2 separate regions of the Mus musculus genome follow, and region 1 is linked to region 2. Evidence: chromatin contacts called from public HiCAR-type data. All regions are on one chromosome and are shown on one strand. Each heading gives the region's core, a stretch centred on a gene start, on an enhancer-like site or on the middle of the called end of the contact. The rest is flanking DNA. Distances are from core to core; before and after follow the strand shown.

Region 1 (2,700 bases), core at 69-2,568, 1.8 Mb before region 2:
CATACTGATTTTCTGCATGTAAAAAAGAGGCCCAATGGTGTGTGGTCCTCTCAAATCCCTCTTTACAAGACCACTTCTTGCTTAACTGCCATACAGTTCAAATACAAATACATTAAAAACAAACAAACAAATAAACAAACCAAAAAAAAAAAAAACCCTTGAATGATTGCAGAAGAGAACTTTCAGTGTGAAATTCTAAAGGGCATAGTCTTGAAATGAAAAAAAAAACTAAATACTCAGAGTTATTCATTTGGAGTCTGTCCCCCCCCCCAATGGATCTACCTATTGCAAGATTCCTTTCTCCACATATCCCTCACACACTTCATAATGCTGTTTCACCTTGATTCACGTAGTTAAAACCCACCTTCAGAAGCATACTTGAAAACCACACACTTCTTGAAACATAGAACACCTAATTTAAGATCTAGGCTTTTGTTTTGTTTTTGTTTTTGTTTTTGGAGACAGGGTTTCTCTGTAGTCCTGGAACTCACTCTGTAGACCAGGCTGGCCCTCGAACTCAGAAATCTGCCTGACTCTTCCTCCCAAGTGCTGGGATTAAAGGCGTGCGCCACCATTGCCCGGCGGATCTAGGCATTTTTAAAGTCTGTTACAGAAATTTCACTTGTTGAGACTGTCTGCTGCTATGTTCCAGGCTCTAGAAAACTTCCGTGGCCTAGAGACCCTTTCTTCACAGCTGGAATTTGTAGTTTGGCATTTGTTACCCAGCTGCCTGGTTTTGGCGTACAGTCATCTGACAAATGGCATTGTAATTTTCATGCAAAGAGGCTAAAAGAGAACTGGTGTTGCAGGGAAAAAGGTTAATCGTTCTTTGTCTTTTGTTTTGAAATGAGCCAGGGCCTCACTCTGTAGTTCAGAATAGTTAACGGGAAATCTGCCTCAGTGTCCTGGATGATGGGATTCCTTGCATGCACCACCCTTCCCAGCTTCAACACCATTTTAAAAGGGTAAGGTTTGGATATGTGTTTGAAAAAGCCACAGAGCGAATAAGGGGAACCTGGGAACCCAACTTGTTCACTGCCGCTTTCTCCAGGAGGAAGAAATGGAGATGAGCTATTTTCCCGATAGCTCCACATTCCGCATTCAGGGGCTTTCCGCGACCACATGCGTACCCTGGGGGCGTCCCTACGCTCTGCTGCTCGTGCCCGCGCCTCACCGGAGAGGCACCAACGCGCCGGACCCAACGCGGCCGCGCTCCCGCAGGCCCGCCCTCGGCCCGCCCCCAGCCGCCCGGCACCCAATCCCAGCGCCACGCACGTGACGAGCGCTGCTTGCGATGACCTCATCCCTGGTGTGGGATGACGTCAAATTCAAGATGGATGGAATCACAGCGGCAGTGGAGGCTGCGGGTTGCGCGAGCCGAGTGTGAGCGGAAAGGGGCTTGGCGCCTGCCCCAGGGCTGAAGAGCGGTGAGTAACCGTCACGCTCCGCGCCCTAGGAGGACGTCGGGCCCGGTCGGGGACTACGGCCTCTCCGCAAAACGCGGCCTTTCCTGACGTAACTCTGAGGTGATTTCTCTTCTTTTTTTCCTCCACCAGTGGGTTGCGGGCGTCGGGCCCTTTTACGCGTGCGCGGGGCCGCGGTCCTCACCGAGCATGCCCAGACTCCCACGTAGTCGAGCGTGTCCAAGCACTGCGCATGCTCTCTGCCCGCATTTGGCCTCGCCCTCGCTCCTACGCATGCTCAGCCTCCAGGCCGCTGAGCTGCTCACCCTGGCCCGGGCGGCCTGAGTAGCCGCGGTGTGCGTCTGGGGTGCTGGCCACAGCATAGCCGTTGAGACGCCGCTGCGGGTTAGGGCGCGCTCTCTGGGGCGGGCGGGCGGCGCGCGCTCGCGCGGGGCTGGGAAACTGGCGGGCGGTGGCGGCGGCGGCGGCACCCACACCTGCAGCGGCTGGAACGTGACAGCCTGGCAGCCAGCACCTCTGGGGCCACCTCGTTTGCCCATGCACACCCTATCGGACCCCTCACCCCCACCCTCGGGCCCAAGGCTTTTCTTAGGAGAAAGACCCTCTTTCGGGGACATAGCACGGAAGACCTCCCTGCAGCTCACATCTTGGCCGGGGTCTCCCCCATCTCCCTGGCTTGGTTATTTGGAGCACCTTTGAGTGCTTCCTCTGCAGAGACTGCACCTTGTAATCAAAGAACCATGCACATATGTGCCCCCGAGGCTCTGGGTTCTGGAGAACCGCACACTACAGAACGTGTACAGAGAGCCTTAAACAGGTACTCCCTAAGGTTGCCCGACACAGGGGTGGTGTTGGGGGACACTGAGCCGCCCTTTGAAGCTTGGCATTTTTTTGTGTGTTGCATGAACTCCAATCGCTTCTACATCTTTGGACATCTATCTGTGTTACAGCATAGTCTGGTGATTGTTCATCAGCATGACCCTGAGTCATAAGTTCCTGGGTTTGTTTCATGGTCCTCCCACCTTGTTTCAGAGGCTGAAAGTAGGTTAATCCATGTTAGTGTTTCCACTGAAAACCTTCCTCCACTTCTAGTGATTAATCATTACCCTTAACCTTACCCCTAAATATTGACGTTAAAGTAGAAATTTGGCTTACGTAAAAATGACTCTTTAATTCAGCCGATGCACTTAACAGCATAGTGTTTTCATTTAGTATTTATTGAAAGTATAGGGAGTGTCATTCTTAGGAAATAGAAATTGTTAATAGAAACTCTCCC
Region 2 (2,700 bases), core at 7-2,506:
ATCAAAAGTTCTTCCAAATCAAGTTTTACAAAGATTTATACCAAGTTTAAAAGTGAGCTAAAAGGCCAGGCTCACCCTGGTAGACCAAGCCACGTGAGAGGCTGGGGTAAGCGGATCACTTAACCCCTTAAATTAGAAGCCAGCATGGACCATGTGGTGGAAATTAAAAATCAAAATCCTAAGGTACTGGGTTCCACCTCTAGTGCTGCCAAAACAAAAGGTAAGCGGGGAAGAGAAATTACAAAATAAGAGAAATGGACCCAGGAAACTGAAATCCCACAGAAGAAAGCCACACCGGTGTTAGAGATCCTAAAATCTGATTAGCTTAGTAGATTACATAATTGTGGCTAAATGGAAAGTGACAGGTTTGAAGCCAAATTACCTTGGCCTATCTTTAGTCTCCTTAATGGACTGGCCACTGTATGGGCCCGTGATTGATATAACATTTACAGGACCGTCAGGTAAATTCTTTTGCAAGCACCGACAGACCCTCACTTCCACCCACCTGAAGCACTTGGGGCCTGTAGATTTTCCTGTTTTGCTGTAACCCGCTTGGTATCTGACGGCACAGCTTACATACTTTACAAGTAGCTTGATTTGTGACTTATTTGTTCTGCGACTATTAAAACTTTACAAAACGTTTACCACGTTGGAACATGATATTTGAGGTAAGATAAATCTGTGTTCCAGGCCACGGTCATTCATATTTAGTTCCAGGATAAACTCTTCCTGTGAGAGCCCTGGTTTTGGGAGGTTTGTTTGTTTGTTTGTTTGTTTGTTTTGCATGACACTAATAAAGCTATTATAGCTTCTTACCCTTCTTAGCAACAAAGAATTTACAATTAAAAATGCCAGTTTTAACAATCAAACTCAAAAATAACAGCTATAATTCTACCACCTGAGTGTCTTAGCCTGTTGTTGGCTTGGAAATACTGTACACCAAACACAGTTTTTGTGCTCGCATTTAGTTTTTGCAAGAAGCACCACCATGTATAAAACCAAGTTAACAGGGACACTCTGTCCCCAGTCCTCTCCCTTCCTGGCACTGCGGCAAAAAGCAGGGTCAGCTATAAATTCCTTCAGCCGCCTGGGTTCCAGCTTCTCTGCGATCTAGACCTCCCAGGCGCCCTTGGCCCAAGTACGCATGCGCGCAACTGGTGCCCCGCCCCGAACCCTGCCATTCCGCCGGCTTTTCCACAGTGCCAAGTACTACGCGTGCGCACACCCGAACTAGCCATCCCAGGAGGCCCCGCGTGGTTTCCATGGCGACGCCCGCGCTTCCTTAAGTCCAGGGTGGAGGCAGCTGCGGGAGCAGCGCGGAGCAGGTAACGGCCTTGGCGCCGCCGCCGCCCCCAGCAGTGGTGGTCTCATCAGCCCGCGTCCGCCTCCCCGGAGCCGCTGGACAGGCCCCTTCCGAGGCCCGGCGCCGCGGGTTCTCTCCGTCCGCTCTATCCTCCGACCTGGCCTTGCCTCGGCGGAGCTGGTAACGTAGCCCCCCGGCGCCTCCCTGCCCGGGAGCAGCGCACACCCATCCGGGAGGATGCGCCGCCGGTGGGATCGCTGATCAGTGTCCCCCTCCACCTCCAAAGTGCAGAGAGCGAGAACGGGTCCCAAGCCTCGGTGCTTCGGAACCCCGAAGCATTCGCTACCCGGCTGGTGCTTTTCCTTCCAACCCTGGCACGCCCCGCGGGGCGTCTGCATCCTTCTGAAACGCTTCACTTGTTTTCCACCCACAGCTCGGCTGTGGGGCTCTTTGTCAACCCACCTCACTATGAGTGCTTTAAGATTTTGTTGTTTTCTTGACAACAGTTAACTCGTTTCGGGCCAGCCTTTTTTGGCGGAGTGTGACACCGGACTTGTTTTCTGTCTGCACAAATCACATAGATGGAGTCATCCCGTTCCAAAGGCTCAATGCCCACGTAAATGCCGCTGAGCCCATAATGTGTATATCAGCCCCGGCCCTTCTCCGAACACCATACGGTGAACTCAGCAGCCTGACCCTGTCTACCAGATGCCTAAGGCGTTTTCCATGCCAGCTTGTCCAAGGTGTCTGATAACCCCGCAGCCAGGCTCCTCTAAGATGCATACATAATCCATCCAGTTGCTGAAAACTTCATTCTTCTTCCACTCATCCGCACTTTTGTATCTAGTTTGACTTTACCAGCACATCCTTACAAAATACACCCAGAATAGATTCAACGGTACCATTTCTCCCAAATGGCAGTCAGTGCCTGGATTATTCCAGAAATGCCTTGCATTTCCCTGATAATATCCTTTCTCTACTTGAGCATGGTCGGTTTTTACTAATAAGATTTTATGGCCGGGCAGTGGTGGCGCACGCCTTTATGAAAACTTTAGTAAGAAATAAACACTGGAAAAAATAGTCAGGGGAGCTAGAGATGATGACCTGTCAACTTCCTCTGAATTACAGTCTAATGCTTTACAGTCACTTAGTAGAGGCAGAAAGAAAGCAAACAGGCACAACTTGCCCCAGCCCCCAAGGCAAGACTTTGCAATATCCAGAGACTGGAAACTAAGTAATGTATGAAATTGATAAATGATCAAAACCCACAAAAGTAACTAACCATCCAAAGGTTGGGCTTGACTCTTTCATGTTGCAACTCTTAAAGGCGTGTGTGTGCGTGTGTGTGTGTGTGTGTGTGTGTGTCTGTCTGTCTGTCTGTCTGTCTGTGTATGTCT

Evidence for each region. HiCAR-type assays count read pairs that join an accessible place to other places.
Region 1: a contact with region 2 is called in a HiCAR-type map of astrocytes, with 2.6 times the contacts expected there. The contact joins the promoter of Zbtb21 here to the promoter of Lca5l in region 2.

Annotation. Positions count from the first base shown.
Region 1 is chr16:97,961,240-97,963,939 of GRCm38.p6, reverse strand. Zbtb21 (zinc finger and BTB domain containing 21) reads left to right here and starts at 1,318. Exons shown (of 3, transcript NM_175428.4): 1 at 1,318-1,526.
Region 2 is chr16:96,190,813-96,193,512 of GRCm38.p6, reverse strand. It overlaps Lca5l (Leber congenital amaurosis 5-like), which reads left to right and starts at 1,256. Exons shown (of 11, transcript NM_001001492.2): 1 at 1,256-1,325.